Linked DNA regions of Mus musculus: all the other regions are linked to region 3. Evidence: chromatin contacts called from public HiCAR-type and promoter capture Hi-C data. All regions are on one chromosome and are shown on one strand. Each heading gives the region's core, a stretch centred on a gene start, on an enhancer-like site or on the middle of the called end of the contact. The rest is flanking DNA. Distances are from core to core; before and after follow the strand shown. Region 1 holds the start of Stau2 (staufen double-stranded RNA binding protein 2). Region 2 holds the start of Tmem70 (transmembrane protein 70). Region 3 holds the start of Eya1 (EYA transcriptional coactivator and phosphatase 1). Region 4 holds the start of Ube2w (ubiquitin-conjugating enzyme E2W (putative)).

Region 1 (5,118 bases), core at 451-2,950, 2.2 Mb after region 3:
TGTGTGTGGCTGAGTAAATGATAAATGGGCATCATGATAACAGGTGAATCTGGGTAGAGGAATAGACTGTTCTTTGTATTGTTCTTATTCTGACTTTACTGAAAGCTGAAATTGTATCCAACGGGAAGTTAAAAAATATATGCTACTAGAAATTTACCTACTTGAATACAAAACACTGTTTCTTAAGGAAACACAGTAATTTGTGAATATACTACACATGAGCAACAAATCACAACTAGACATCACTTTGGAGTAGATTTCATAAACTACTGCCATGCCATACCTTGAGACAGGTGCCCAACACTGACAGTGGCCACATAAACCATGCATGCAGTTGGGCATTACAGATATGCACACTTAATACAGGCCTGCAACAGATCCACAATCATATGATATTTAGGTTTTTCAGTAAAATAAGACACAAAGACCTGCTTTGTTAAAAAAAAATAGTCAGGTCTTAGTTTTTTCTTTTTTCTTGACTTGTGCCTTTCCTCTATAGTTCTATTCATGACAGTAAGTTGAATCGACTTAGAAAGGATGGGGAAGAAACATTCTACTGAACATTTGACAGTGTTACTATCTTTTTGCCTGCCCAACACCTTCTCTATTTCAAGTGTTAGCCCTCAGAAAACACAAGAATACATCAGAATCCAAGTTCTATTTGTATTAAGAAAGTTCCCTAACACTGGATAACAGATTTTTGGTTACTGTAATACATTTAAGGATCATCTGTACGATTTCTGTGAGATTTGGTCCCTTTTAAATTGCTTAGTGCATTCATACCTATTGGATGGTCCATCTCCACTCAAGTACTTCTAAGCTTTTTTGTGGCGGGGGGGGGGGGAAATAGGAGATAATAATGAAATCTGCTCATACTGCAAAATGTTGTACCTAAATAATTGCAAGGACTTCCAGACTTGGCCCCCACCCCCACCCCTCAGCGCACGCGCCCAACCAGACTCCCATTCCCACCCCCTACCCAGGTCTCCTAGTTCAATCGCCTTGACTGCCTCTGCGAAACTGGCCCGTCACTCTGCCCGGTCCCCCACCCTACAGAGACCCGGTCCTCACGGTAGATTCTGCGGCCAAGCTTTGTGTTTCACCCAACTCCCCACGCCCGGGCAAGGTCACTACCTCCAACTACTCCTTTAAGCCGAGCCGTCACGGTCCTAGTTCGCAGGAGGCTCGGCGGAACTTGCCTGTCATAGGGCTATATTTTGTCCCCTCTGCCCCACCTCCCTTCCCCATTTCGGCGAGTTACGTCTTCGCCACTTGCCCATTATACAGAAATAGCCACCGCCATCGCCCCGGCCCCGCCGCCCCCACGCCCCTGCAAGGCCCGGGTGACCTCCGCGCCCCCCGCCGTCGCGCCCGGCGCCCCCGCCCCGCCCTGCCCCTGCGGACACCTGTACGGCTCGCCGCGGCACACGCCCCCCCTCCCCTCCCCCAGGGCGGCCGAGGGCGGCGCGGGAGCGAGGCCGCGAGAGACGGCCCTGCTGGCTCCCGGCGCTCTGCCTCGGAACCCGCCGGCGGAAGTCAGGCCTGGCGGCGCCGCTCGCACCAGGATTTACCTGCGGGCCACGGACGCCCGGCAGACGGCTCCACATGGGCGAGCGCTCCAGAGCTCCGCCGACGCCGCCTGCTCCCTCCTCGGCTCCCGCCCCCCGCCTCCGCCTGCCGCCCTGCGCTCCCGCCGCGCCCTCCCGGGCCCGCGCCGCGCGCCCCCGCCTGCGCCGCCGCGCCCGCGCCACGCCGCGCGCCCCCGCGCCAGCTCTCTCTCGCGCTCTCTCTCTCCAGCTCGCTCTGTCTCTCTGTCTCTCTCCCCTTTCTTTCTCTGTCTCTCTCCTCTCTCTGTCTGTCTCTCTCTCTCTGTGTCTCTCCCCCCTCTCTTTCTCTGTCTCTCTCTCTCCTCTCTCTGTGTCTCTCTGTCTGTCTGTCTCTCTCTCTGTGTCTCTGTCTCTCTCTCTGTGTCTCTGTGTCTCTGTGTCTCTGTGTCTCTCTCTGTCTCTCTGTCTCTCTCTCTCTCTCTCTCTCTCTCTCTCTCTCTCTCTCTCTCTCTCTCTCTCTCTCTCTCTCTCTCTCTCTCTCTCTCTCTCTCTCTCTCTCTCTCTCTCTCTCTCTCCACCTCTCCCCGCCTCCCTTCGCGGTCGAGCGGCCATTGTTCGCCGCGCCGTTCCCGCCCCCTGGCGGCTTCTGGGACCCCCGCATCCCGGGGCGCTGCGGGGCTTAGGCCTGGGGTCTCGGGCCGCGCCGGGGCCCGTCCCGGGAGCTGCTGCAGGAGCACGCTGAGGGCGCCCGGCCCGCAACTGCGAAGGTGCTCCAGCACCGGCGGCTCAGCCTCTCCCGCACCCGCTGCCCCTGGGCTCTCTAGCAGCCTGTCCCCGACGCTCTGCTCCTACCTTTCCCGGCTCGCTGACTGCCCGCCTCTGCCTAGCTGGGGACGCGCGACCATCCCGCGTCCGTTCCACTGCGGTGCGACGTAGGATTCGGCGGATCCTGCACCTTTCTAGACTGGAGGAGGAAGAAAGGGGAGGAGGGTAGCAAGCAGCGCAAGCGAGCCCCCATCACCTGCTCCACGGCCCACATCATTCATCAGGAAAAAATGAATAATAAATATATTAAAGTTGTGTGCCCGTACCAAAAAAAAAAAAATCTTTAGAGCCAAAAATGAGGATCGTCTTAAAACACTGTCCTAGATCCTTGGTTTTTGAAGAGTGCTAAAAAACTCAAATTACTTGTTCTTTTGTCCTGGTTTAGATATGGGTTAGGTATGGCCAGATAACGTCAGCCTAGTTAAGACCAATGGATTTTAAATAAGTGGCACCAAAAATCATATGAAAAAGAAGTCTAGAAATAGAACTATTAGTGTATTCTGACTGGCATTATTCTTCCTGGGGTTTCCTTGGTATGGCTTGTCTGCCTGGGATATGTCTGTGAGCCCTGTGATTTCAGTCATATTTTAAAACCAACTCTACAAATGAGGCAGTATTTGTGGATCTATTACCTTATACACTGATTTACAATTTTTAAAGAGACAAAAACGTGATACTGTATGTATAGGCGAGATACCTGTAAAGCTCTCTAGCTAGAGCCTGACATCGTAGTTTCCGGTGATACAGTGTAGGCAAGCACTTCGTTTGTCTCTCATGTTTCCCGTGTGCCTTTCTCACTTTTCACTTCCACTAGTTTTCTCAAATATGTGGATTCCTTCTTAAATGGGGACCACCCCTTAATTAATGGTTTCTAGCTACTTGGGCCTCATTCAGGTGTTCAGTGATACAAACGACTACAGGCCCTTCACATCAGGGAAACAAGCCTTCCATGGCTGTTCTTTCCACAAGTTCGTTCGCTCTGCCTTCAATCTATTCTCTCTTCACTCAATGAACAGATTATGAAAAAATGTAAAAAAAAAAGCTGTCAGAAAATACCTCCTGGGGAAGCTAATTCCTTCCAGCAGACCACACTCTTCTCTTGATGCCCTCTTCTGTGACATTGCAAGTCTATTATATTGTTTGTTTTCTCGCCTGTCTTCTTCTGCCAAACACTGCATTGTTGTGGGGCTGGCTCCATCTCATTCATCTCTGTGGTCCCCGCATTCAACAGCAAGTGGGTGGACACTAAGTGGTTTTGAAATAAATTGATGTCTTTATATACTTGGAAGTGACTCTGAAGTGGTCACAAAGTGTATTTTCTTAGATTCCGATTGTTGAAGTTAACTGAAAACTTTATCTCTGCTGTAACTTTCTCTCCTAACATACTTTAAACCCCAATCAGACTAGGGTTTGTTTGTTTGCTTGTTTGTTTGTTTGTTTTTTAAAGGAGTTTTTTTAAAGCTTGAATCTGTACTTTCAACTGATCAACATAACTAAGTCAGTACATGAAATTACTTTTGTGTAGGGAGTGGAGGAAAACCAATAACTGTGTGCAGCTGAATTGACACAGCCACACCAAGGACCCCAGGCTCAGACCCATGGGAAACGGTGACCCCCCTCCCCAAAGGATGAGGCTCAGAGAAATGTCAAAGCCTTCCTCTGATCCATGGGTATATACTGATAGTGTATACGAAAAATGTCCACCATTGTTCCCCCAAGTCCCCTCTCATATTTATGTCCTGAACACTACTCACCCCCATGCAGAGACTGCATCTATCAGGACTAGCTACACCTTGATCCAGCTGCACTCCATAAACCATGCCTCCTTACTTCTCTGTATGCCCTAATCTCACCCTTCAGGTCAACTCTGATATAGTAGCCATGCTTAGCTTCCAGGAAGCTGCTGTCTTCCCACTGGAAAGCAGAATCTATATGACCACAGCTTTTTGTCCACGCCTCTGTGTATGTCTGTCTGTCTTGTCTTCATTCCCTGCCACTCCAGTTAGGTCTAGAGCACTTGCTGCTCAAGTGTAATGGCTTGAGTTCAGATCTCCAGCAGATACGTTTTTTAAAAACCAGGGATGCCCACATATCCCATACAGCACTTACTGGCCAGACGTAGACAGGCAGAGTCTTATTTTGTTGACTGAGTAGACCAAAAGACCAAGCTCCAGGTTTAGTGAGAGAGCCTGTCTCAAGGAATAGGGGAGATGCAATAGAGGATGCAATATTGTCCTTCTCTAGTCTACATGTGCCCACACCCACACATACAGTACTCACGTATTCAACCATGAAAAAAACAAACAACAACAAAAAAAAAAAAAAACAACAATGCCTTCAAATTCGCCATAACCAGGTTTGAGCAGTTGGGGTAGGGTGAACTCATAATTACAAGTAGTGTCTCTCCCAGTCTTCTCTTCTCTTTTTTTTTTTTTTTTCTTTTTGCTGGTTTTTTATTAGATATTTTTTTCATTTACAATTCAAATGCTAACCCGAAAGTCACCTATACCCTGACTCCGCCCTGTTCCCCAATCCACCCACTCCTACTTCCTGGCCCTGGCATCCCCCTATACTGGGGTATATGATCTTCACAAGACCAAGGGCCTCTCCTCCCATTGATGGCCAACTAGGCCATCCTCTGCTACCTATGCAACTAGAGACACAGCTCTGGAGGGTACAGGTTAGTTCATATTGTAGTTCCACCTATAGGGTTGGAGACCCCATTAGCTCCTTGGGTATTTTCTCC
Region 2 (5,568 bases), core at 2,283-4,782, 2.4 Mb after region 3:
GGAAAGGATGGCTTTCCTCCTTTCCTTTTAAAGTTAGGCCTGGTCCTAAAATGAAGTTTATGCCATCCTCTCACCTTATTTAGAGGAAAAATAAGCATGGAGAGGATTACAGTATTTTGTATTATTTAACAGTATATCAATAATGCTTAAGTTCTGCTAAAGTACACCAAGGAGAAGTGGGTTCCTCTAACCTGTATCATTTTTTACCTACTACAGTAGTGGTTGGTTCTCAACCTTTCAATGCTGCAACCATTTAATACAGTGCCCCAACCATAAATTTATTTTTGTTGCTACTTCATAAACGTAATTTTTCTACTGTTATGAATTGTCATGTAAGTATCTGTGCTTTCTGTTTGTCTTAGGCGACCCCTCTGAAAGGGTTGTTTGTCCTGAGAAGGGGTCATAGAGCTGCTGTGCTAGATGAGAAATTTTTCCTGATGCATCTGACTGTGAAGTTGATCTGAAGATATTTAGAGGACAAATTCATCAAGTTTACCTTTGGAAACCTATGTAGTATTATGTAAAACAGTTTATCTCCATTATATTATATCACCAGTATTTTTAGCTTATTTTTAAAAATAATTTATTTTTAATTCTCAATAAATACTTGCTACATAGTCAAATCCCCAGTGATCAACTGTTCTGAGTTAGCAAGAAATTAAGTTTAAAATTTTTTATGAGAAAAAAACTTATCCATTATTCAGAATTTAAGAATAAAGCTATTATTGGTGTTACAAATATCTTTAGGGTTAGGGACTCAGCCACCCATGACATCATGCCTGCAAGGCAATCATGGTATCACTGAGCTGTGTCCCCAGCCCTGCCCACTGAGCTGTGTCCCCAGCCCTGCCCACTGAGCTGTGTCCCCAGCCTTGCCCATTTAACCTCTTAGTGCTGTTTCAAAGCAATTAAGCAGTGTCTTCTGCTCAATTTTCTGACCCATGGTAAAAAATCTAATGCTATAAAAAACACTTGGCAAATAGCAAAGTGTTTTGAAAGTGTTTGTCAAAATGTAAAAAATAAGGAGTTCTACTTATTTATTTAATCTTGTCATGGCCATGTATTTGGACGGGCTAAATTAAGTTTTATTTATGGCATAATTTCACAATAACTTCTCTTAAATGTCTTTTACAAACATCAGTGCATATATGTGGGATATATAGTGCAAAACTATAAATAAGTTAGTTCAGTTTTTTTTTCTTTTCTCAAAACAAATTCTGGTTGTAAAACACCTATGTATTATACTGGGGAGTCCAATTTAAAGCAAAACAAAACCATTCTTACTAAGAAGCAAAACTTTCAAATCATTTACACATTCACATTCTATGTATTTTTCTCATAGTCAACAAGTGGACTCAAATGGTTTAAGATACCCCACTATTTAAAGAGAAAAGTGTCTGCAATAATTTGAAACCACGGAATTAACTTTATTTCAGCACTGGCTGCAATCTTCATAATTTCTTTGAGTTCCTCCTTTGATACATAGCAACAGCTTTTAATCTCATTGGGATCTGGATTCAAGGTTACATCCTTCCTCAGCAACAAAATGTAATCAATTTCACATTCACCCAAGATACCATCAGATTGGACCTTGTAGTAAATTCTTGTTAGGTAACTGATTTCATTTAGATCAACCTCTTCCAAGAGGATTCCCAACTCTGCTTTTAAGCACCTCTGTGCTGCTCGCTTCACAGCAATGGCATTGTTTTCATCCAGCTCACCTGGACACTTAATAGATGACTACAGCAACTATTGGTGAAACAACCTGGAAAGGTAATTTTAGCATCTGATCTCTGCTGTAACAGGAGCTTATTTTCATTATTAAACAAGAAGACACTAAATGCTCGGTGGATGTAATAATCCTTTGTTGATGGATTCATTCAGGTGACAGTTTTTCTTGGTGTCAGCTCCAATTTTATTGCCATTTTCATCAATAAGAATACACATCTTTGCTACAAAGTAAACTGATTTTTCATCAAGATGGTTGGTATTTATTTCAGGCATTATGACCTGAATGTCTGACCTGACCTAGAACACAGAGATTCCAGTTAGAGGTAGTCTCGTGTATTTTTAGATGCATGTCCTATTACACATTTGCACCATGAGTTCCCAAATTTATGCCGTTACAGTGCTCCCTCTACTCCTGTCTAAGTCCTGTGCAATAGGCACTAAGTATCATCTGCCTTTGGGAGAAAGGTATAGTGTTGATTCAAAAAACTCTCACCTCAATGGAGAGAAAAGAGAACTTATTCTAGAACCAAATGAGTGATCATGGCTTGGAAACACAGATTTATGTCACCCCCTGTCCCCATGTTCCATGTTTCAACATGGAAGTAGTTTCATGAAGCTTTTTTATAGTAACAGAACAAAGAAAATCATCAGTCAAGACAGGTTTCTACATTAGTGGGATGGTTAGGTACGTTTTTTAAAAGTGGGGAAACCTGTTTTAGGCTTCAGGTGCTATTTGACAGTACTCGGAAAACTAATACCCTGTGCATTCCAAATGAAAGCTTGAACTCGGTGTGTTCCAGCTGAAGGTCGTGAAGATGTTAGGTACACAGGAGGACAATACATTAAGGCTACTAAGAGATCTGCAAATGGCCCATGATAAATTGGCTCTGGATTTGCAACACTGTAGATTCTTCTATGTCAGTCCGTGCTAGGCAAGATACACTCCCCACCTTGGACATGATGGGGGCTTTGTTTGTTTGTTCCTTTGGTTTTTGTTTTTGTTTTTTTGTTTTTTTTCGAGACAGGGTTTCTCTGTATAGCCCTGGCTGTCCTGGAACTCACTCTGTAGACCAGGCTGGCCTCGAACTCAGAAATCCGCCTGCCTCTGCCTCCCGAGTGCTGGGATTAAAGGCGTACGCCACCACACCCAGCTCGGATACGACGTTTTTAATGGGGAAAAAAAAAAATCTGTCAACAAAATCGAAAATTATGTGAAAAAATTCCATTTTCTCCTATCTCAGTGGTGGAATTAAGTTAAATCATTAAATCTTTTTTTTTTTTTTTTTCCCCCGAGACAGGGTTTTTCTGTGTAGCCCTGGCTGTCCTGGAACTCACTCTGTAGACCAGGCTGGCCTCGAACTCAGAAATGCGCCTGTCTCTGTCTCCCAAGTGCTGGGACTAAATCATTCATTCATTTTGTTAATATCATATCATAGCATACAAAGTATTTAAACATTATAACATTAAGTACCTTAAACTACATTCCTTTTGGGCTGATATGCTACAATTACTTCTGCGAAGCTAAATCATTTTCCCAAACCAGTTTTAGGACCTATAAAGTGACTTTCATGAGAACGAAGTATTTAACTAGGCTTCTGGTCACTGTCTTTTTCACATGCCTACACACTCTGTCCTTGCACACGGTCAAAAGCCGACCAAATACTAGGAATTCGGTTGAAGCCCATCATCTTAAGCAGGGAGTTGGGGTTTTGGGTCATTTGCTGCCTGGAACCCACCAGGTGGAGAAGGTTGCAGGCCGGCCGCATTTTCTGCGCACGCGCGCGCACCAATCCGGCCGCGTGTTCCGTTTAAGGGGCGGAGCCTCATCGCTCTTGTGGGGGCCACTGTCGAGCGGAGTCGCTTTTGGGTGTCCTTGGCCGCAGCTGGAAACTGACGGCCACCTTCTCCAACTCGCAGCATGCTGTTGGGGTTGGGCGGCCGGTGGGCAGCGGGCCTATGGCCGGGCCGGACGAGGACGACGTGGTGTGTGGCCGCCGCGCTCCGAGGTTCCGGGATCGCTTTCTGGCGTGCGGCCTCGCTAGCCGAGCCAGAGCGGCTCCGGAGCGGCGGGCATCTAGCGCTAGCCGAGTCTTGCGGGCCACCCGGGCGAGCGCAGGTCGGCTGTTCGTAGGCTGTGGTGGTGGGGAGCGGGCGCAGCATGGGGTCTGGGAACTCCAGTGCTGAGGGGACACTCCCGGTGCGGGCCTGGGAGGAGCAGGCCTCGACCTCGGGGTCCGCAGCTGCTGTCAATCCAGGGATTGATTCTCCTTTCGAAGGCTATTAAAGCACCACAAATGGTTCTTTTTGTTGTTTTTCAGAGACAGGATGTCCCAGTTTTGTAGACTCACCTGTCCTGAATTCGCTATATAGACCCGGTTGTCCTCGAAATCAGAGACTCGCCTACCTATTGACTTCCCATTCTAGGATTAAAGATTTGCTCTGCTGCGCAGGGACTTATTTCTTACTCTAGAGCTAAAGGTCAGAAGGGCGCTAAGTGCTAAGAAATTGATGCAGCACGTGGAGCTAGCCTCCTAAGTTGTGTTACTTGTCCGTTTTTAGGAATTTCTTTGATTACGGAGTGAAAGGTGGGGTGTGGATGTTATTGAACAAAGTACGTAGTATGTTAAACTATACTATAAAATGTAAGAATTTTGTGGGTTTTCGAGACAGGGTTTCTCATGTGTAGTCTTGGCTAACCTGGGACTTGCTCTGTAGACCAAGCTGGCCTTGAACTCAGATATCCCCTGCCACTGCCTCCAGAGTGCTGGGATTAAAGGTGTAGCTCGGCAAGAATTTTATGTATATTAAGCTACATTGTAATATATAAGAATTTTAAAAACTTTTAAGAAATGCTGAAAGTGGTAATTGAATTATTTGTTGTTAGTTGCTTGTGGGTGGGTTTCCCTGTGTAGCCCTGGCTGATCTGTTGACCAGGCTGGTGCTGGCTTCAAACTCACAGATAAAAGGTGTGTGCTATAGCCAAGGGTCTCGAGATATTGGACTCTTAACTGAATTTCAACACAAATTAGGCATACTTTTTACATTTTTAAATGTGAGCAATGTGAAATTCATTTTTAGATGCTCATTTATACATACTTGGGAAACTCCTGTTTCATATAGCTTTCAAGCAGTTTTTCAAGCAAGCTTTCTTGCTAAGAGATAGAAGGCCCAGGGTATGGTAGTGGCACAGACTTAAAGTCCCAGTGTTAGCTCTGGAGGCTCAGACAGAGGATCAGCATGAGCTTCATGGTCAGTTGGAGGCCAACATGGACCACATTGATGACTGGACTTGATCTTCAAAACAAAATGGGGTACAAGGTATATGCAAGGCTTTCAGGGAGACAGCCTTAAAAATGCTAGTTATTCATGTAACTAGTTCCTAAGTACTAACCACAGGGGTGGTAGGAGAAGCCTAGTCTGTGGAGGCTTTTGTCTTCAGGATGGGAGTTTGATCTCTGGACATGCCTGTGCATACGAACCCACCAAACAAAACAAAGCAAAACAAACCCCTCAATTTACAGTATTTTGCTAAGATTGTTTTTTGTTGTTTTTTGACTGGACTTGAACTCAGAGATTTACGTGCCTCTGCCTCCTGAATGTTGGGCTCAAAGACATGTACAGTCATGCCCTCTGTATTTTCTTAGATTATTACATTAAAGCAAATTTAAACAAATGTTTTTGCCTATGTAGTATCTGTGTACATACATGTGGAGGTCATCATTGACTGTCTTCTATCTCAATCTTATTTAAGATTTTTTTGAGGCCAAGTTGGCCTCAACTCAGATCAGCCTGCCACTGTCTCCCAAGTGCTGAGACAAAGGGCATGCACCACCACTG
Region 3 (5,350 bases), core at 206-2,705:
AACAAGTTTCTATACCCCTGGCCATCTTAAGAAATGAAACTTAAAAACACTTGTCTAAACTCAATGACAGTTCATAATGTATTGAATTATTGCAAACGTTATGCTTAAATGTCTTCAAAATTCCTCCCAAGAGTGTAAGCCTATGAGTTGTTAGCAATTCAAATACTGATTTTGAAGGGCCGTGCTTTACACGAATATTCAAAAGTTTCAAAATCTGGAGTTTAGCTTCCAAGTGCATTCAAATCACAAAAAGGGCCAGAGAGGGACAAATACTTTAAGGGACCAAAGGCTTATTGTATCGAATACTGAAGATGAGCCTGCTTAGTAAAGTCTTTGATAAATTTGCTTTGGAACAAAAAGGTGTCCTTCTTGAAAACATAGTTATCAGCTCGTTGTTCATCTGCTGAGTTTTCCGTTGTAAACCTTTCCTCATTTATCAACCTAGCCGTAGAAAAAGTGATCTGTGTAATAAATACCACTAAGTATACCTTTCGTACCTATACATCTATGTATGGATATAACCCTGTTCAATACCACTCAATATTCTGGGGCTAGTGCAGCAATTAAGAAAAGATATGAAATAATTCCCCCGTCTGAGAATATTACCTAGTGTTCTACTTATCTATAAAAATCAGAACAAAAGTAGTTAATTTGCAATGATCCTTTAATGATCCTAATGGCTCCGATCATTTGGAGGGTAAAGATTACAATTTTACGACGGAACCCAGCGGCTTCTAAAGTCCCAGAAACAGTGTTATTGTTTTCCCCAAGCCACAGTGCTTTTTTTCTTTGAAAACAAACCAAAACCCTAATAAAGGCTCTCCAGTTATCTCGGGCTTTGCCCACCAGACAGTAAGTAGTACTTGGTCATTACAGTTTTTCAAACACCAGCTTGTACTTACAGCGCTCACATCTGCTGCCTCCACCGGTTTAGTGTGCTCCTTGGAGTTTTCTGTGTTAGCAGACCTCCATTCCTGACATAGTTTGGCTGCTGTGCAGGAACACGGGGACCCGGGAGCTCTCAGAGGCGCTGTGACGCGGCTGGCAGCGGAGCGCAGAGGCCGGGGATTGCCCGGCTCCCGGGGACTGCGCCCGGGCGCTGCTGCAGGCTCGGGCTGTGGAGCGACTGAGCGCGATCGCCTTCCCCAGGAAGGACCCCGCCACCGCGCACCGCCACAGGAAGGCTTCCAGTCGGAAGTGGCCCTGCACACTCGCTACCTCGCCGCAAGCTCGGAGCCATCAGCTCGCCGCGGTCTGTTTGGGAACGGCTTTGCGCCCCAGCGAACGGCAGCGGCAGATAGCATCTGAGACGCCTAGACAAAGAAACAGCAAAATCTCATCCCCCGATTTGTTTGCGCAGCCTTGTAGGTCTGCCCACGAAGCCTCGGGGCTTTTTGTTTTGTTTTGTTTTTGCAACGCAAACCACAGCTAGTCTCTTGTCCTAACCTTATTGGTTTAAATGCAACAATTGAGAGGAGCAGAGCTTGGTCTGACTCAACCTCGCTGCTTTAAAAAAAAATTTATTATGTAAATGACGCGCCCCATGATATCTGAATAAACAGCTGTGGGGGAAGAACTTGTGGGAACCTCTGTCAACACACACACATCCTCCCGCGCCAGTAGCTCCCAATTAAGATCTTTGGGGAGTAGTTGCATGTTATCTTTTACACTTTTTCAATACTTTTTTTAAAATTTTTTTTGAGGACCTGAAACTTAGGAGAACGGATACTTTTAACACTTTTTCCTAAAGTACCTACCTACTTACAGGTCTGGAGAAGATTTAAAAAAAAAAAGCTGTTTCTATGAAGTAGAGGGAGAATGGGCAAACGTGTTAGCTATTAGCAGCTTAACAATGAAAGCCTGGCGGAGGATTCTGCAAGGGTTGCTAGGAGGCCAAAGGCTTCAGTTCTTTGGCTAGGACCCAGATAATATTTCACCATTAACATTTTTAAATGGGTCTTGAGAAGAGATTCGTTTAGTCTGGAACTTGCTTTGCAACTTATCCTTTTAAAAACTCACAACCTTAATTCAGAATCTATGAGTTAGGCGTTCGTTCGGTGACACCTAGGAGCTGAGCTTCAGTTAACAAACTATGTTTTATCCAAGTCAAGGGTTTAGCCATTATGATAATTTGTAATCTTGAAAGAAGGCGTCTCCTTATATGGGTTAATATTTTGTCGGTCCTATATCACAGTTTAAATGCAAATGCAAACTAACACTCACTCTGAAATTAAGTCTGGATATGCATTTTAAGAAGGTATTTTTATCATCACCAATATTTCTATTCTATGTGCTCTTTTTATTAAAAAAAAAGTCTCCTTATTTTAATTTCTCACCTTGGTATGAACATGTTTTTACATCACAGTAACTTCACATCAACTAATAGAGGAGATAGATGGGTCCTACCTTAACTCTGCCAATTAGGAAACGAAAGCACCTTCAGATGATGCAAACAAAACCCAACTAAATGGTTCTAAGGACCAAAATTCCAAACAGGAGTTCTCCCTTCCCCTCCTAGAAAGGATGCCAGTCTAAATTCCTTGCAAAGGAGCACTTTGTCAAACCTAAGAGGCAGCTGGGACTTCAAACTCACCTAGGATTTCATCTTGTTCAGCACCAGCAAGGAACCATGAGCTAGGTATCTACCATATTTGGGAAGCCAGGTCAAAAAAACAGTTGATTGCTATTGGATCATATATGCAGCTGACATAGTTACGTTACCTCCTACAGCACTCTCTCAGACCAGAAGGATCAGTTATTCAACATACCAAAGTGCATGTGCAGAAAAAACAAAGTCTATTATGGAGTTTTCTGTTGCAGTCAGGTAAAATCTAATGCTACATTAGTTCTATTTACAATACCAAGCACCCAGACAGTAACTTCTTTTGCACTTAGATTTGTTACTAAATTACCCAAGACATAACATTTGACCTCTGGCTTAAACTTTACCTTCAGCTATTGCATTCATGCTTCCTATAGGTTAAAATTATTTTGGACATGTATTGCTCAAATGTCATTCATGCAGTTCATAAAAGATTATAATATTGGAGAACCCAGAATGTGCACACTCTGTGAAGTCAAAGCGGCAGAAATACCATGTCAGTTTTACATACAAGTTACTTGTCTATGTTACAGTCAAATTTATCGTATTACATGTACTTTTGTAATGAAATTCAATAATTTTTATTTAAATAACCAAGCAAAATGCCTTCAAAGAAATGACTCGTGTAATTATGAATAAAATTAGGAAAGATATGATGAATTTAATGTAACCACTAATGGGTATAATATAGCTCATACCTCATAATTATGAAACACACAGCTTAGTCACTGGTTAGAAGAAATAACCATGTGCATATTTACCACTCTTAAATAGTTTCCTTTTTCTTAAGCAAAGCTAAATGTATTAAAAAGAATCACATGTTTACTTATAAATTTTGTCTGGTTACTAACCCCAAATATGTAGTAATTATTCCATATGCAGCTTGAACCCAAAGTATGATATGCTATGATAGATAACCAAAAGGTAATATTATGAAATTTTTATCAACTATAATTATATAACTTGATCACATACCACAAAGAACCAAACTGTTTCCTAAATCCGCCCTAGAGCTTACACAAAGCTGAGGGAAGTTTGCTGGAAAGTTCAGGCTGAGTGGGATGTTTGAATACCCTAACAGAGATGCAAAGATCTTTCAGATAACATTCTTACCACCAAGCAGGTTTTATTGGCCAGGGCAGCTCTTGCCTGAATATGCTCCCACTCAGACATCAGATGTCTGCCATTCTCATAAACGTTTCCAGTACCTTTAGATTAGGACAGAATTTTAAATAAAGATATGCTCACAAAAATCAACAAACATCCTTAGACAAGGTCCAAAGCAAGAGAGCCCTTGCAACAATACAAGGGAACAGTTTCTCCACCTACAGGAACAAATAGCTAATTAACTACATTAACATAAGAAATGCTGAGAAAGTCTGGCCAAGGCACAGTAAAGGATTCCCCTTCCATTTCAGTAATGGCAGCTGATTGGTCGGAAGGGCCGGAAGGGCCTCGAACTTTCCAGTAAAAGATGTCTTCTCCTCCTCCTCCTGCTTACCCCGTAGATTAAGCACCCATGCCCTTTCCCTAGTTTCTCTGCACATGCAAATCTTGAGAGGTGACTGTTTCTCAGGAGGAATGGCAGTGAGTTTCATAATTTAATTAACACTTTAAGGACAGACAAAACGAAGTGACTACTGCCCCCCCCCTCTCACAGGATTAAAATCAACAATATCAGAATATACAGTGTCTCACAATTTAAACTGTTGGAAGTATGGAAAGAAAATATCCCAAAATATCATAGTTCAATTCCCCCTGCCTCCTGGTATATTTGTGTTTCTTTTGCTCTGCACCATAGCACTAGAGTGCTAGCTTCTTTGTAGCCCCCTGGGTGGGGCGTGTAACTGAGTAGTTGGTCAGTGAGCCTTGATGTTCTGTGGACTGGTCCCTTCCATGGCACGTGCTTTCTCCATTGGCGTGACATCTACAGTGAGGGGTCCTGCTTCCAAGTACCCTTCAGTTGAAACACAACCAAGAAAAACATCCTCTATTTATTTTAAGAATGATATTAAATCCACCAAGCAAAATGTCTACCAACATTTGCTAAATGCTTTCCATTCAAACTCCAACATGAATAGCTTTTAACAGTAAATTTAAGGAGGCAATTGCTATTAGCTGTACCATGGAAACTTATTTTCATAAATAATATGGACTTTGTCCCAACACAATAGGAAAATAGAACCCATTTCCTAACCCCATAATAACACATTGGTCTCTATTTATAAATCATAACCATTTATTTATTTTGAGAGGGAAACTTGTTATCCTATGTAGTAATGACTGCCAGTAGGACATATTTTTTAAAAATTATTATTCTTAATACAAGCTTTGGATAGCACATCTTGATAATGAAATCATGAGCAGTGGCAATTAGTATTATTATTTTTCTCCTCAGGAAAGGGCATGGATGCTATAGGCTCTTTAAGAAAAATATGACACAATAGATTTTCTCTTCCACGTCATTTGATTTTCCAAAATGGCAAACAGAGTTAGTTTTTCTTCCTTCTGTCAAAAAATATGTAAATAACTGTTCTTGAAAGCACATGTTTGATCTCAGCGACAAGCTGTTTGCCTTCCCACACTGTAAAATGGATCTCTGTTGACATGGAGCAGCCTAGGAACCTAGGAAACCCAGGATGTCCCCTCTTCAACATTTTGTTTTTCTCTAAGCCATAGGCAAAACCAACCTTGTCAGCACCTCCCATAACATGTAAGAGGATCTGGAAATTTGCTTTGCCTTCTCCA
Region 4 (5,067 bases), core at 289-2,788, 2.3 Mb after region 3:
TTAAGACAGATCACCGTCAAGTGTTAGTAACAAATAATGTCTTAATACAGATAAAAATCTTAAAGCAATCATATAGCCCATCTGCTGTCAACTGATGTTCCACAGTTCCTTTTTTGGCCTCAAATGATGAAACTTCTCTAACGTCTCTGGGGAGACTAGTAAAGTATAACGTTTCCTGAAATTGTTCTTGTTTCACTGCACCATTTCGTGACACCTCTTCACCTAAGAATGCTACTGCAGGAAAGGCCAAAAGTACAAGCAAATGCAAAAAGAATACCATAAGGAAAGCTGATTGAAGGAAGATACAGGGGAAGGAGGGAAATGCGTAAGAATGCAAACCATTGCTAGCAGAGAAGCGCCAACAACGAGATCTTGCTTATTCTTCTAGAAACAAAAACCAAAAATTCTAAGGAAAATGCGGATGTTACTCGAGGATGATGTTAAAACTCCAAAAAGCGTTCCGCTGACACGCTACAAGAGTTCTACTCTCTCTTCCTATGTGCTTTAACACCGCTAGCCCTATCTGCAAATTAAATGCCGGCTATAGATAATGCAATCTCTAGAAACTACAATTGTGGTTGCCATCTTTGCCTGAAAATTTTTTCTTTTATTGGATTTGCAAGGGGGGGGGGGAATACATTAAGTTGGAAGCTACAAAAAACACCTTCAAGTCTGACAGAGCACAGGTTAACAGGCGTCTCCTACCAAACTAAGGTTTTAAAGGTCTGGGAAAGAAAGGCAAAGGAGCCACGGCCTTACCAATCCCGCAAGGGTGGGGCATCGCAAGAAAAAAAAATTTAAGAGGGCGAGTTTCTATCGAGGCCGAGGAGCAGGCCCACGAGCTCGCACGTTGTGGTAGCACAGGACGCTGGGGACAGGGACGAAGGGCGGCTTCGAAGAAGAGACGTGGGCTGCCAGGGAATGCCCAGAGTGCGGGCTGATAGAAGGAGGCACCCACCGGGCACCGGATGAAGATCAGAGAAGAACGAGCATGAGTCCGGCGATCCGAGGCTGCGCGTGGGAGGCCGGGCAGAGGCCGCGGAGCGCCGTGGGCAGGCGGCCGTCCTCGGCGAGGGGCTCTGCCGGTCTCCGGCCGCCCCGACCGCGGGTGACGGCGGCGGGCACAGCTGTTTCCACCCCGCTGGGGAGCGCGAGGGGAAAAGCATCCCGGCGGTGGCCAGGGAGCCGAGCGGCAGGCATCCTCGCGTAGGGGCGCGGAGCGGAGCCCCCACCGCGAAGCGCACGACGAACTTCGCCCTTTCTTCCCCCTAAGCCGCCTTTATGCCACAACTTCGCGGCCGCTACTGTCCGCGGCCACCGGCCGACACCCCCGCTCGGCTCGCCGCCAGGCGATCCCCCGACGCCCCGAGGTCAGGGAAGGTCGCCCGGAGCCAGGCCCAGAGGTCTCGGACGCCGACCCCGCGCAGACGCTCACCTCGTCTCGATGGCCCCCTCGCCCTCCCCGCTGCAGCAGCTCCGCTCACCTGCATTGACGCCATGATGAAACCATCCCCCCAAGGCCAGCGAGGCCCGAGACGCAGGGGGCGGAGCCGCCGTGCTCGCGTCACGCCGCGGGGGCCCAACATCCCGGGCACGGGGGTGGAGTCGCCGATGGGAAGGGGCCCGCGTGTCCGATTGGCTAGCGCGCGGGTGCCCGGGGCGGGGCGGGGCGGGGCCAGGCCGGGCTCCCTAGGTACCTTGCATCCCAGCCAATTTATACGCGGGCCCACCCTCAGTGCTGGCGGAGGCGCTGCTCCAGGTCGGACTGAAGCGTTATGCCGAGGTCACAATGCTGTCCGGGCATTTGGCAGGGAGGGGATCTCATTTTGTTTTTCCAGCTACAAGTGTAAGATTTACAGCCCACCCCCTTCATATGTCTTTTTTACACCTACCGTGTTTTCGCTCCTGAGGCAGATACAACTTCGCCTGGAGATGCTTTCTGGTATTTGCAGACCTAGGAAGCTTCTACTTTGAGGGGCAGAGAGTCACAGGTTTCCCTATAGGACAGAATGAAAACTGAGAGCAGTGATCTTAAAAGCAAGAACAATTGGATTTGAAACGTGCTGGAAAGGGAAGGAGGGTGAATAATGGAGTTCCCTTTTGTGTGCAATTTTCTAGTTCCCTAACCCTCTAAATTGTAAAGTCCAGGTATACCATAAGAGTCGTTGTTACATCAGTCTTACTTTTGATTAACAATTTGACTCTAGCCGTGAAATCTCAATATAATGAATATAGTTTACGTAATTTAATACTTAATACTTAATACTTAAACCTTCTGCCATGCCTAGATTTCTCTTCACCCTATTCTGTGGTGGGCAGTTGCATGATCAGACGACCTATGAGTGAGCTTGAGTAGAAATCGCTGAGCATACAGAATTTATTCTAGGAATGCACCAGTTCTGCCAGCATTTATCAGAAGTCACATTTTTAAAGCTCCTCCGGAACCAAAGATGTCGTTTACTTAAATACCAAACGAAAAATGGAAGCCAAAAGCTTGCACCTCATGTCCTGTCTCTAAAGGAATCAGAGAGGATGGCATGTTGAGTAGAAGGCTTTTACTTTACCCGGATGAAAGTTTAAATCTTTATTTTTATTGACTTGGCTTCATTTTTAGACATTTCTCTAAAATATAAATATAATGGTGATGTAGGTTATCACTCTCACACTTAAGCTAGAGCACGATGTTCCTCTGAGAACATCCGTAAGGAAATGTGTTCAAGAGAGGAAAAGATGTCTAAATCTGCCAGTTTTTCTGTGGTGTAATATTCAAGACGGTTTCTCTTCACCATGGAGGAACTTTTCCATGGGGTTTGCATGACTTGGAGTACAGGACTCAACCAGAAGCATATCCGCTATCAGTTCAGGTATGTCGTTACCATCACAACATGGAACAAAGTGCCCACATAGCCCAGTGATGAGGTACGCTTACAGGAAAGAGTCTCCACCAGGCCTTCCAGAGATCTTTGTCCCTGTGATCTCAGGCTGTAATGTACCAGCTAATGTTCATGTTGTTTTAAAAGTTGATTCTTCTCAAAGGTGTAAATGACAAAGGAGACTCTACAAACATGGCATTATGACCTCATCAAAGTAAATGGCCTACTAGACAAGGTACTCAGAAGGAAGAAAAGCAATTACACCTTGGTGTTGCTTACAGTAGAACTAATGTCAGGTTTCCACCTCACAGGTGTCCAAGGGATCTTCACGGGAGGCAAAGTCACATCCTAGGAAATTCTAAGCAGCTCATAACTACCTATCGTCTTTATTCTTTAATTAATACATAATAGGGTCTGGGGTGTATAGTTCACTGGGAAAACCTGTGGTTAACATGTAGGAGATCCTGGATTTGATCTCTGAGTACGGAAAGCAAAACAAAAGGCAAAAATATATAACAGACTGTTCGCCGACATACTCAGGAGCAAGGAGTGATGTAGAGGCTATTTTCAGTGAGAATAAGTGTTCCTAAAGCTCTTGACTGCCCGTTATTTGATGGAGATACTCACATTTTTTTCCCAGAACATGGCTTATTAGTGGATATGGCCCCTTAAAGTGGGATACTACGAAAAGGGGAAGTGGAAGTGAATCCCCAACAATAGGGAAGGAATTGACACAACCATGTTAGAAAAAGGCTCAGCCATGATGAAGTAAAAGTTAGAAAATCTTTTAAAAAGCAGTATTTTTGATAAAACATAAGTAGCACAAAATGTAATGTTAATTCCACTTAGCAATTCAAACGAATTGTAAAATACATCTTTGGGACAACTGGAGCCAAGTAAAAGTAGAATGAATATGATGAATTGTTCTTTAGTGGAATTATTCTTTAGGTGGGTGGTGGTAACAGAGGCAGGTGGATCTCTGTGAGATTGAGGCCAGCCTGGTCTACAGAGTTCCAGGACGACCAGGGATACACAAAGAAACCCTGTCTAAAACAAACAAACAAACAAACAAACGAAAGAAAGAAACAGAATCATTGTTTATATTAAATTCAATAATGGTATTCAGTTTTTAATTTCCACATCAAGTAGAATGACTATCAGCTGGCAAGGAGAGGCAGTTCTTCCTCATCTCCTGAACCATCATCACTTCTATCTCTTGTAAGAAGAAACAGGAGAGTAGAATATGTGGGCAGGTGTCTGAAGTCTCCCCTTCAGGGCAAGGGAAAGCCTGAGATAATGCCGAGTAGGATAGTGTATTAGTCAGGGTTCTCTAGAGTCACAGAACTTATGGATAATTTCTAAATAGTAAAGGAATTTATTGATGACTTACAGTCGGCAGCCCAATTCCCAACAATGGTTCAGTCGCAGCTGTGAATGGAAGTCCAAGGATCTAGCAGTTACTCAGTCTCACGCAGCAAGCAGGCGAAGGAGCAAGAGCAAGAGCTAGACTCCCTTCTTCCAATGTCCTTATATTGTCTCCAGCAAAAGGTTTAGCCCAGATTAAAGGTGTGTTCCACCACACCTTTAATCCCAGATGAAAGGCATAGCCCAGATTAAAGGTGTGTTCCTTAACTCGGAGATTCAATCTTCTGGAATCCATAGCCACTATGGCTCAAGATCTTCAAACCAAGATCCAGATAAGGATCTCCAAGCCTCCAGATAAGGGTCACTGGTGAGCCTTCCAATTCCGGATTGTAGTTCATTCCAAATATTGTCAAGTTGACAACCAGGAATAGCCACTACAATCCACCCCTTGTCAACTTGACACAAATAATATCTCATGTTCACATGAAACAATAACAAGGTTGTAAATACGCCTAACATGATATAACTATCCCTCGTACAATCGCAAACGCATTAGTAAATTTACAATGGGCATTCATATTACTTTATAATCCTCGTTTCTGCAACTGGTTACGTGGCCTTAATTGGTATTTATAACTACCTTCCTCTACTACCCATTCTGTATTTCCTTCACCTTCAGCCAGCACCTCAGCAGGTCTTGGCTCTTTTCCTGGAGGATTGACCCATACCTTCATTCCTGATGGGTCTGCGTCCTTTGTCATCCTGCTTGGATTAGGCTGTTGTAGTTTCCCATTGACTTTAATCACAGGACATGGTAGTACTAAGAGAC

What was found. Promoter capture Hi-C pulls out the DNA fragments that hold promoters and counts their contacts. HiCAR-type assays count read pairs that join an accessible place to other places.
Region 1: a contact with region 3 is called in a HiCAR-type map of astrocytes, with 3 times the contacts expected there. The contact joins the promoter of Stau2 here to the promoter of Eya1 in region 3.
Region 2: a contact with region 3 is called in a promoter capture Hi-C map of the 3T3-L1 cell line, with 4 times the contacts expected there. The contact joins the promoter of Tmem70 here to the promoter of Eya1 in region 3. A contact is called at or near these places in 2 of 39 promoter capture datasets (the 3T3-L1 cell line and cranial neural crest) and 1 of 115 datasets of contacts at active chromatin or transcription factors (astrocytes).
Region 4: a contact with region 3 is called in a promoter capture Hi-C map of pre-B cells, with 2.4 times the contacts expected there. The contact joins the promoter of Ube2w here to the promoter of Eya1 in region 3. A contact is called at or near these places in 3 of 39 promoter capture datasets (the 3T3-L1 cell line, 3T3-L1-derived adipocytes and pre-B cells).

The regions. Positions count from the first base shown.
Region 1 is chr1:16,517,602-16,522,719 of GRCm38.p6, forward strand. Stau2 (staufen double-stranded RNA binding protein 2) reads right to left here and starts at 1,701. Exons shown (of 14, transcript NM_025303.3): 1 at 1,572-1,701.
Region 2 is chr1:16,661,659-16,667,226 of GRCm38.p6, forward strand. Tmem70 (transmembrane protein 70) reads left to right here and starts at 3,533. Exons shown (of 3, transcript NM_027415.2): 1 at 3,533-3,847. The coding sequence starts at 3,650. D030040B21Rik (RIKEN cDNA D030040B21 gene) reads left to right here. Exons shown (of 4, transcript NR_037998.1): 4 at 363-620. It also overlaps the pseudogene Gm7654.
Region 3 is chr1:14,308,744-14,314,093 of GRCm38.p6, forward strand. It overlaps Eya1 (EYA transcriptional coactivator and phosphatase 1), which reads right to left and starts at 1,456. Exons shown (of 18, transcript NM_001310459.1): 1 at 903-1,456.
Region 4 is chr1:16,617,753-16,622,819 of GRCm38.p6, forward strand. Ube2w (ubiquitin-conjugating enzyme E2W (putative)) reads right to left here and starts at 1,539. Exons shown (of 6, transcript NM_025773.4): 1 at 1,485-1,539. The coding sequence starts at 1,499.